Linked DNA regions of Lactuca sativa: region 2 is linked to region 1. A link is a contact called in public Hi-C data. All regions are on one chromosome and are shown on one strand. Each heading gives the region's core, a stretch centred on a gene start, on an enhancer-like site or on the middle of the called end of the contact. The rest is flanking DNA. Distances are from core to core; before and after follow the strand shown.

Evidence for each region. A called contact is a pair of places that touch in the nucleus more often than the background predicts.
Region 2: a Hi-C map of seed shows a contact between it and region 1, with 9 times the contacts expected there. The contact joins the promoter of LOC111887365 here to the promoter of LOC111887357 in region 1. A contact is called at or near these places in 3 of 4 Hi-C or Micro-C datasets (leaf and seed).

The regions. Positions count from the first base shown.
Region 1 is chr4:90,794,730-90,800,847 of Lsat_Salinas_v11, reverse strand. It overlaps LOC111887357 (protein CANDIDATE G-PROTEIN COUPLED RECEPTOR 7), which reads left to right and starts at 3,214. Exons shown (of 2, transcript XM_023883523.3): 1 at 3,214-3,833; 2 at 3,921-5,925. The coding sequence starts at 3,386. The coding sequence ends at 4,636.
Region 2 is chr4:90,930,813-90,936,930 of Lsat_Salinas_v11, reverse strand. LOC111887365 reads left to right here and starts at 2,428. Exons shown (of 5, transcript XM_023883532.3): 1 at 2,428-2,710; 2 at 4,831-4,943; 3 at 5,696-5,809; 4 at 6,008-6,091. The coding sequence starts at 2,428. It overlaps LOC111887364 (alpha-ketoglutarate-dependent dioxygenase alkB), which reads right to left and starts at 2,219. Exons shown (of 8, transcript XM_023883531.3): 1 at 1,916-2,219; 2 at 1,121-1,234; 3 at 881-1,038; 4 at 433-770; 5 at 188-326. The coding sequence starts at 1,224.

The DNA.
Region 1 (6,118 bases), core at 1,965-4,464:
CGCTATTCTGGGCCTCGCCCCTTACCACGGGCCTCGCCCGCTACAACGGCCCCGCCACTCCAGGCCCCGCCTGGCTTCGAGCCCCGCTCGGATACAGATTTGTTTTACTTAGGCCCCGCCTGTCTCAGGGCCCCGCCCACTAACATAATAAAGGACATACACATATCACATAACAACACATAAGCTAAACATATACTAACAGTTCTTGCTCTAAGGCCTCGCCTATCTCTGGGCCCCGCCCGTATCCTGCTACTGATGAGTCATGGAACCCCGTCCATACTCCTACTGATAGTGAGATACGGGCCTAGCCCACACTCACCCTTTCCTAACTTGGGCCTCGCCCCTGATCAGCTGCTACTGAGATGTGGAACACCATCCATACTCTGCTATTGGTAAGGTGCGGGACCTTGCCCTCACCCACCTCCCTACCAGGCACATACAAGTATCACACAGACAACAAGTATAAACTATCACATAAACCATTCCTTGGGCACCCGCCCTCTATCATTGGACCTCGTCCGAATATCATGCTAGCATACTGTGCCTAGGGCTAACCCCCGGGACTTCTACTCATAACTACATGGGCCGACATTGTGGCCGTAGACCCATTCACACAAAGGGAAACTCACCTGCACTGGCTGATCTTGCTGCTGATCCCACTGGCCGCTGCCCGACAACTCACGGAACTCCTGCTCTACTTGCTTCCCGAGCTATCAACATCAATGAAACACTTAGTCTAACTGACCCCCGACAGTCAACCAAGTCAACTCTAGTCCAAGTCAAAATCCTGGTCAAAGTCAACCTTCCAGGTCAACCCTACTCGCCGAGTCCACATACTGACTCGCCGAGTTCTTAGGCTCAGAGTCCTTCTAATCGCGACTTGACTCGCCGAGTCAGCCCTTGACTTGCCGAGTCTGCTGATTCCCGATTCCTGTCCTGTCCAACTCACTGAGTCCTGGCTCGACTCGCTGACTCGGGTCTTAACTCGAAGGGTTTGGGACCACGCGACCTGACTCGTCGAGTCTAAGAACAGACTCGCCGAGTACAAGACAATCTTCAACCAACTCGCCGAGTTGTTCATCCAACTCGCCGAGTTCATGCCCATCTTCATCCGACTCGACGAGCTGTTCATCCCACTCGTTGAGTTCCTCCTCATCTTCAAGCTACTCGCCGAGTCTACTCAAAGGACTCGTCGAGTCCATTCAGATCTCCAAACATGCAGAGGACTTTTGAGTCATGCAGGGACTCCAAACCATAGATCCATACATCCGAAGCTCAATCCCTACGTAAAGTTGCAAACTTTACGTATAACTAAAGAGATCTAGGCTCAAAACATACTAGGGTTTGGTTTAGGGACAAAAGGGCTTCACCAACTACTCATCTCCTGATGCTTTATGAATATTGGGCCATCCCAACAACGGATCTGAAGTGACAACCACACATCCAAGCCCCTAACCCGATTTGGGTCTCAAACAACCATAAAACCCCCAAATCTCATGACAAAATAGATCTAGATACAAAGGAGGGAAAATGGCAGCTCATTACCTCCAAGATGAACACAACTGAAGAAGATCTCGAGCACACACCTCTCCTTTGAAGCAGCCTTCTTGATCTTCAAGTTCCTTCCCAAGGTTCCTTCCTCTCAAGGCTATTTCTCTCAAGGATGGAAGCTCACACGAAACTATGGGGTTTACAGGTTCTCTGGGTTGATATGGGGGGCTGAGGGAGGGACATAACACCCTTTAAATAGGGTACAACTCCCGGGATTAGGGCTTTCCTCGCACAGACCAGACTCGCCGAGTCACCTTGGCCGACTCGCCGAGTCGGTCACTTACTCATCCACTTGGATCCCGCTCGGACTCGCCGAGTTCCTCCTTGGACTCGCCGAGTCCCCTTTAAATTTAGGGTTTCCTTTACTTTCTTGGCTTTCAAAACTTTGGGTGTTACACTGGCATTAATAGTTAAATGGTTGTGGGACATGAAGAATAACACATCAGCACTGTGGCGAAGAGTAGTTATGGGAATTCATAACTTAAAAAATAAACCTGCAGAGAGACTTTCAAAGAAAACCATCCCTGGTGTATGGAACAACATAGTAGGGGTAATAAAGGAATTAGAAAAGGCTGGAATCAGTTTTCAAGATATTTTAAGAAAACATGTTAAAGAGGGTGGCGACACTCTCTTTTGGATGGATGCATGGTGTGATAAGGAACCTTTAAGAAAGAGATTTCCTGAGCTGTTTCAAATGGAGCACCGAAAGTCATGTACAATTAAGGAAAGGATACACGAGGCAAGTCCAATGTGGAAGTGGAGATCGCCCTTAACAACGGATGATCAGGTACAGAGTTTGCAAACGCTTTTAACTGTTATCGGTGATTTCCGCCCGACATCCGGGTTGGATAATTGGAAGTGCACCATATCGAATGATGGAAAATATCACGTACATGACCTTAGATCAAAACTGGATAATATGGAACCGACGAGTAGTGATGTGATTATACCATGGATACATGATATCCCAATCAAGGTCTTAACTTTCATTTGGAGAGCCAATCTTGGTCGAATTCCATCCAACAAGGCGCTGATAAGAAGAGGGGTGCCAGGGGTTGAAGCAAAATGTTCACAATGTTTGTAGGAGGATGAAGATACGACACATATACTGATACGTTGTCCTATGGCGACTGCAGTTTGGGAGTTGGTGTTTAAATGGTGTGCGATTCCTCAACCGCAACTCCATGATATTGGAGAACTCATAAGTTTTTTAAATAGTTGGGGATCATGTGTGAAGAGGAGAAATAACTTCATCAACGTATGTTTTGGCACTATATGGCTGATATGAAAATCGAGATGCAACCGGATGTTTAAAAACATACGTACTTCCCCCTCTAAGATTATAGATGGAGTGAATTCAATGGTGTATCCTTGGCTAAAACATAGGAGAACAAACTGTAATCTCAAGTGGGTAGAATGGTCTGCATGTCCTCTAAGCTGTATTTGAGATCATTGATCTTTGTTGTAACTGCTATTGTAATCTGTTGTTTTCTTGGCCCCGTCTAGCAACTTGCTAGACGGTGGTCATTTTTTAATAATATTTGCCATTTTCAAAAAAAATTATAAATCTTGCTTTAAATCCAATATTTGAAAGTAGTACGGGATTCACTCCTAATATACAACACGGCAATCGAGAGTATAGAATCTTTTATCATCACACCAGTTATTTATTTTTCAAATTTTAAACTTTCATCTTTATCCCTGTTTTTCTTATCCTTTATTTGTTTGTGTTAAAAGGGTTTCAGCGACCACCGGATAATCCTCCTACTCTCACGGTTTCACCTTTTCTGGACTACCGCCTTCCTTCGCCGTTAGCCCGCACCGGTAAACCAAAATGATAATTTTAGAAAAAATTCTCACTTCCGTTGTCGTCTTCTTCCTCTTAACTGCACCATCCACTGCGGATATCATATCTCTGAATCTCTATTCTGATAATCGACATATGATCTTTTTCTCGGATTTCGAATTCTCACATGCCGGTTACGTATCCTTCGATATATCTTCCCTGACGGTCAACTCCTCCACCTCCTTCGATCCTACGCATAGTGGTTTCGTCCTTCAACGGCGTGAGGTGCAAGACCAGCAAAACACTAGTATTTGCCCTTTGGATTTCAAATTAAACTCAGCCGTCTTTACTTTCCAAGATCTTTCCCATGCGTTCAACAAATCATACCCTGTCACACATCCGGGTATGAACTCACTTTTCTTTGTCAATTGCAACGGCGAAGGCGAATCCTTTGTGACTACGGAAGGCCGTGCAGAGCTCTACAACATGGATGATGGTACTACCAGAAACTATTTATCAGCAGGGCTAACGCACCTTCCGTTTCTTTACTTCTTTTCCTCCTTCATTTATTTGCGTTTTCTAGGGTTTTGGATAAAGAACAAACGATGTTTTCACGGGATCCATTTACTCATGGGTGGGTTACTTCTTATGAATTATGTTCAGCTTATATGTGCGGCAGCCGATCTATATTTTGTGAAGGTTACAGGTACTCCTCATGGATTCGATGGCTTATTTTACATATTTCAGCTTATCAGGACTGTGCTTTTGTTTACCGTGATCACGTTGATCGGTACTGGATGGTGTTTGTGGAAGCCGTATTTGGAAGAATGTGAAATAGTGATTTTGATGTTTGTGATCATAGTTCAGGTCTGGGCTAATGTAGATTCTATATTGATATGGAAATTCGACGGACCTTATAATATATACCGGGAACGTTGGACCTATAGTTCTACAAGCTTAGATATCATCTGTTGCTTTGTTATTTTCGTCCCTATAGTGTTGTCAGTTATCTCGTTGAAGAAGAATCGTGAGGCTGATGCGAATGCTGCTATGAATCTGGTCAGGTTGTGCCTATTTGGGATTGTGGTTTTTTTATACGTGCTCTTTACGAGGTTTCTTGTTCGTGGATTATTTCCCGCATGGATGAATTATGGGGTACAGGAAATCAGTATTCTTGTGGTATGTGTGGTGATGTTTTTCATTTTTAGGCCACTTGATCATGAGGATGATGATAAAAAAGCAGTCCAGATTAGCCCTTCTTCCTATTTTAGTGTGCGAGTTTCAAGTAGCTTTTCGTAGAACAATTTGAGTGTTTTAAGTTTGAGTTTTAGCTTTGTTCTTTACTGGTAGGTTGATGGGTAGCTTTAGTTGATTTCAGAAGTTCCCATCGTAATTTAGCTTTGCAAATTATCATACTTTTGGGTTGTTTCTATGCCATTCCTCCCCTTTATTCAAACTTGACTTTTTTTGGAACATGAACTTTTTTTTATACTGTAATCTTTTTACATTTATCAAACCAAACAGAAAACAAAAAGGATTTCATTTCGATTTCTGCCAATCAGAACCAAACACACACCAAAGAGACAGAAGCTAGTCTCATTTTCTAAACTTGTTGCTTGTAAACACAGCTTTTATGTTTATACATGTCAAAAGCCCCAAAATGGTTTGTTCTTTCACCAAGATACATAAGATATTTTTGAAAGAATGAATTCAGAATTTTACAATATTCACATTTTACTTTTATGTAAAAAAAACGGGATAGAAGAAATGGCATTGCCTAGTACAAATTTCGAAAATTACAATTTACAACTCAAATGTTGCATAAAGTTACAAGAAATACATCTGTTCATGCTGCCTCTCAATCAACCAACCATTCGGAAACGAGAAAGTTACAGAAAAGACATCTGAGATCAACAACATTTTCGGGTGGGGCGTCTTCTTCTTCCTCAAGAATCTCCAGCTCAATCTCTACGGCGACCTCAGCCGAAGAACCTTCAGTCGCTTCCAACGCCGACGAAGGGCCTCCGACGACGGTTCAATCTTATCTGCGTCTGACGCCGACGACACCAACGGTCGTCTCCTGCCCCACCGACGCCATTCTGAGACGCAAACCCATCAAAGACCTACAAACCAATCTCGTCGAGCTCCGGCATCGCAGACGAACTAAGCTCCGGTCCTCCTCTTCCAGTGACGATCTCCAGCAGGGAACGAAAAAAAAAACTATCGCCGCCCGTCACCAGAAAATCGCTGCTACGACCAGCTCTTGCAAACAGCGAGTTCCGACAAGGAACAACCCATCTCCGATCGTTACGAGCTACCTGACAGCGCAGGAAAGCAGCGGCGCCGACGAACTCCGTTGTTGGTCTCTTCAGACGTCGTCCTCCAGTGAAGAAACCCCCATCGCTGGTTGCCTGTGTCGTTCTATTTTTGGGCATCTCCATTATCGATCGTAAGAGAGGCGGCTGCAAGACTTTCACCGCAAAAGTCGATGAAAGGATAAGTGGGCCTACAAGTGGTATCCTTCCCTTTGTTTGTGTCCAATTGGACCAATACGTTCAAAAATAAGAATAAAAATTAGCATTTACCAATTGGGCTTTTACAAAGGCGTTTTAATTTGAGTTTTCTCTCAAATTAGCGTTTCTCATGGTGATGGGCCACATCAACACCAAATTAAAATGGACTATTTTGCAAGAAATTTAGCCATTCAGCTATTTAACGCTCATGTGTTGCAACTTGCAAGCCAATCTAGCAAAATCTAATTCTAAAAAATGTGGTTCAGAT
Region 2 (6,118 bases), core at 1,179-3,678, 140 kb before region 1:
CACTCCAACCTTTTTGCTCCATTTTTCTGAAAAAAAGTGACCTAATTGAAAGTACTATGAAACTTTTTACTATTTAGTGACATTTCCACTTGATCTAACTAAAGACTTTCGACATTAAGAATCTTCAAAAATTAAAATGTATAAAGATATTAGTATGCAAATTGCAAATAGCAAATAGAATTAGTACCTGAAGCAAAGTAATTAACAATAGCAGCTTCTGGTTGAAATTCTTCTCCAACTGGCATAGCAGGAGAAGCCATTTTCTTAGCAACTTCACAAAGAGCATCCGGGATCTTGTTGTGAGGGAGTGAAACATTATAACTCCTCTACATGAAAACATAAAAATTTTTACCATAAATTATCAATGTATACTATAGAGTCTCTACAAGTAAATAGTCTGTATAAATTTGGGGTTGTGAATAAAAGGCAGACCTTTGACCAGTCAAATTGGAGACCAAGAGTACTCCATCTCAGTTTCCTTAGCAAGACAGATGCTGATATTGATTTACTAGTATTTGTATTTCCACTTGGTTCATCACAAGTAGCCCATTCCCATTTATGAGTATGAGCATCTTCTTCACCAGGTAATATTATCTTTTCCTCTTCAACCAACACTTTTCTATCTTTTGCAGCATTGAACAGATCATGTATGGCTCCATGAACAGCATTGTGATTAGTTCTGTTTGGAGGTTCAGGAAAACTCACTAAGCTCTCCTTAATCCATCTGTATTGTTCCTCAATACTCAATGCTTCAGGAATGAAATAGAAACCTGCAGTTGAGAACACACATCATTATCAACTATCAACTATATGTACTATAAACAAATTAAATTAACCACATAACATAACCATAAGAGATAAATAAATAATGATTGCATACCAGGGCATTTATCCAAACTGAAAACTGGCCTAGCAAACTGACATTCAAGCTTTGAAACTCCAATAGGAAGATGAACATCATTGTTTCTAGTAAAGGACTCTGAAACAGACTTAAAATCGATAACCTCTGACAAATCTACAGGCCTCGGTTTCTTCTTCCTGAAATTAAACAAACCATTTACTTTACAACTTCAAACTTCAAATCAACTATACAATACAAATTAATGAATGAATTTCTTACTTTTTGGAAGATTTGTTATTATCATAATATAGTTTGTACTTTTTCTCAGTTTTTCGAAAGGCAGTTCTCTCTGAATCTTCGTTTACGCCATCAGATCCATACATTTGATGTATCCTAAGAGTTTGAATCAACCACAAATAATATATTTTTAAAAAAATCATTAAAACAACTTCAAAACAAAGTTGCAATTCTTTTAGCAAAGAAAAGGCAACTAATATACATTATTAGTTATGATATATAACATAATATATAACATAATAACATAATGGTTGATAAATAGATCAAACCATATTTGTACAAGTTTAAAACAGCTAAAATCAATTTTCTAAATGGTCCAAGAATCATTCATCAAACAAATTTCACATATTATACCAAAAAAAAAAAAAAAAAAAAAACAGATATAACTCGTTCGCTATGTATTTCAATGAACTACGAAATATATGAATTAAAGCACTAAAACATCAGATGTGAATACTATTCCAGCAACAATAACTAGTTTCAGTAAAAAAAAAAAAAAAAAAAAAAAAGATTTCCAGCAACAATAACAACTAATTTCAACAAATTGAGCAACATTTTTCATATTTCAGCAAAGTATATACATTTTCAGCAAACAAATCTGATTTCCAGCACCTATGAACATCTGATTTCAGCAAACAAATACGATTTTCAGCAAATGTACATATGATTTTCGTGTTTCAGCAAACTAATCTGATTTCACCAAAAATAACATCTGATTACCAGCAACTATAACAAACCCTAAAAGATAACATCTTTTTTTAGGAAAACTGTTCTTACCGTTGGCAGCAGAGGTCGGAGACGATGGTGAAGATGTGGTGAGCGAAGGAGACAACGAAAGCGGGCGTAACAGGCGGAGACGGCGACGGTGGGCGTGACAGGCGGCGACGACGGGCGTGAGCGATTGCAGAGCAGAGGAGAAATCTGGTGACGTTGCTGAGCAGAGGAGAAGTCCAGCGAAGTATGCGAGCGGTGGTCGGCGTCAAGGTTCTCACCTAAGTCGAAGCATTCACCGGTGAGAGATGTTATGGCGATCGACAAGGGTTTTGGGGAAGAAAGTTTTATTTGAAGAGGAAAAAAAAAAAGACGCGTTCATAGCTGCTGATAACTTCAACTGCATATTTCCAATTTTACCCCGGCAACGTAAAGGGTAATTTTGTCATTTCACAACTGTTGATTACACAAAAACAAACTTCCTGCAAAGTCTCTCCTCCGGTCTTTGGCGCGGAAATTAGCATAACATGTTGGAAAAACTTCGATTAGAATTCAGATTTTAGAAAAATCGATAGAAAATGGTGCATAGAGCAGTAATCCATGGTGTGGTTCTGAAGGGGCTATGGCCAACATCCGTTAATCGTACTTCCTTTCGCCAGCAGAATTATCAAACACCCATTTTGCGTTCGAGATGTGAGTGTAAGATCATTACGAACATTAAAGATTTCTGCTCAGAAAGACGTATTGATCTTAATCGCCGTTTTAATTGTTTAAATAATGAAAATATATCGTCGTCGTCGTCAATGGTTAGTGAGAATACTCAGGAACCGCCTCAAGAAACTGATCTCGAGATTATTTCAGGTCTTTATCCCTAATTTTATCATTTCAACATATCAATCATATTCTTCAATTCGTGTTCGAATTACATGTTTTTTGGCTGTGAGATTATGAACCTAACAATATCAAGTGAATAATTATATGCCTGTTATTTATAATTTGCAAGGAAACATATGCTTTAGAAGCTTAATAAATTAGGTAGTTGTAGTTTTGAGAAGGGAAAAGTTACATTTTAATATATTTTTTTTTTTATGAATGAAAAAATCTTGAAAACCGGCAAAAATTTGCATTTTAATATTTTTCCACTTGTTGAAACCGATACCAAATAAATTTGGGACTATTTCGTAAACTAATCTAAAATATTTGGAATTTTCTGTAAACAAAAATATTATTACTTTTCTGCAAACAAAACCCTTATTATTATTATAATTATAATTATTATTATTATTATTATTATTATTATTATTATTAAAAATATAAATATGAAGACTATTTTTAAAACTTATTATTATTAATATAGTTAATAATACATATAAATGCATTTAAATGAAAGAATAATATTAATGACATTGTTTATGGATAGAGGTGGAGGAGATGGTGATGCTTTTAATATTTTTACTTTGTATATGGTCAATTCAGAATATTAATACTTAACCATTTAATAGAAGTTGCATATTTGTAAAATTGTTTATAAATAGTTTAAGGTAGAAGGATTTTTAACTTTGTATATAAAATTGTTTAAGATAGAAAAATTGCTTTTTAAATCCAACAAATCCACAACACGCATCTACATAGGTAGCTCATATCAAAATTCAAAAGTATTAATTACAATATCTTGTTTAATAAAAATTAAAAAGTATTTACTTTTTATTAAACAAGATATTGTAATTAATACTTTTGAATTTTGATATGTGCTACCTATATAGATGTTTGTAGTGGATTTGTTGGATTTGGAAAGTAATCCTTCTACCTTAAATAATTCTATATACAAAGTGAGAAATCCTTATATCTTAAACTATTTATAAACAATTTTACAAATATGCAAATTCTTTTAAATTGTTAAGTATTAATGTTCTAAATTGAAAAAAATAATAACAAATGTGAAATGATGATATACAAAGTAAAAATATACAAGCACATATTCATGATTTCAATGTTAAAAACATCACCATCTCCTCCAACTTGACCCTTAAATAATGTCACTGATATTATTTCTTCAGTTAAATACATTTATATGTATTATTAACAATATTAATAATAACAAGTTCAAAAAATAGTCTTCTTATTTATATTTTTAATAATAATAATAATAATAATAGTAATAATAATAATAATAGTTTTGTTTGCAGAAAACTTATAATATTTTTGTTTATAGAAAAATCTCAATATTTTGAGTTGGTTTACGAAATAGTCCCAAATTAATTTGGTATCGCTTTCAACTAGTCAAAAAAAGTCAAAATGCAAATTTTTGCCGGTTTTCAGGCTTTTTCATTCAAAAAAAAAAATAAAAATTTAGGACTAATATATAACTTTTTCATAAATATTAAGGCTTTTCTAACAATTTCACTTTAAGAAATGGATAAACTAATTTGGTGCTTCATTGTTAATTACCTACAATCTTAATCAGTACCTGCATGCCGAGAATCACATACCATAGAAATGCTTCTTTTTAAATGAACTCAATTGGGGCGCGGATTAAGATCGTTGTTTTGTATGCCACTATTAGGTTTTTCTTTAAACTTATTTAGATTTTCTATGTTTGATGTTGGTTACATTAAAAAAATAATTTATAAGCTAACTTTAAAAAAAATGTATAGACTATATATATATATATATATATATATATATATATATATATATATATATATATATATATATTATTAATTATTATTAAAAAAAACTTAATCTTTTACTTACATTTCTCTGTCATTTTACATATTTAAACTAGCTAAATTATTGGTTTTACCAAATATCATTTTTTATCAGTTAATAGCTAACTTTTTAACTATCATATAGTTTTTCAAATAATCCATCAAACATAGCCTAAATGAAAATAAACAAGATCATGTTAATTCTATCAAATGCAATAGTATTCCATGTTAGGTAAGAGTTACTAAGTACATATAACTATTGACTTGATTCAGACCGTTCACACCGTTCGCGGACCAAAGGTAGAGCTGGACAAACCACAAATATCATTTTTGGAGATACGGTAATTGATGGCTCGAGCGGTGAGTGGCTCACTCTTAGCCAAAAGGTATTGATTGTTACTGTTTTTTCACTAACGGTTTGTCCTTTTTGGAGTTCCACTTCAGCTACATACATCTTATAAGCATGTTGACTTTTCCCCTAACATATGTGATATGTGATAGGTACGTCGTCCTCTGCATCCTTTTGTTATGGATCATAGACCCCAAGTTATAACTCTCCTTTGGGTTTAAGAGCAAGACTTGCTCCCCAATGCAAACTTCTACTCCCTTGTCATTGCACTCCTCGCTGAAATTGCACTAGATATATTTATTTTGGTTTAACGTGTAACGCTTTTTATTCCAACATTGTCTTATACATATCCAACATAACATCCAGTTCTACCACCAAAAAAATTTCATCAACAAAAAGCATACACGAAAATGTGGCTCATTCAGATGATGTACTATTGCTTTTGTATATAGCATATTATCAAGTCGTATGCACATTTTCATTTAGGTGTTCTCATAATTTTAAATTCCGTAGGTTCTCATAACATGAGAAAAAGTGGATACTTTTCAACTTCTTTTGTCAATTGTCACCCAAGTCATCATGACGATCCAAATATGATGGAGAATTGTTTAGAAACGTCTATATTAACTCGTATGGGTCAAAATCTAAGTGTAACATTTGAAAAGAAGCCATAATATGTTTGCATCAAGAAAATCATCGAGTAAACGGCCAATTTTCACTTCCCATTTGGTGTATTGAATGACGTTTAAAAGATTTAACGTATGTGGTTTTTATGTATTAACATGACAGTTAGACACTTACCCAAGTGTCCGACGGTTTACAGCAATTGGTATTGGAGGCAATGATTTTGTGCAATCTATGATACTTGCTGTGGAGTCGGTCATTCAACATCCAGTTCAACAGGTAAACAAGATAAAAACTTGTTATAATTTTGATTTTCTGATTTCTTAGAGTCAAAGTAGTTATATTTGAAGAAACATGTAAGAAGTGGATGAAACAAAATTTGATTATTGAGATAAATTTAAGTTGCCCATGAGTCTACTAATTTGGTTATATAATTTTGATTCAAGTTACAATAATCACAAGAAACTTATCCAACAGGAGCATGTGAAGCAGAGAGTGTCATCAGGAGGAAAATATGTTTCAGTTAGTATTGGACCCATTCAAGTCGTTTCTAGAGAACATGTTCAATTTTTTTATTTCTGTATATAT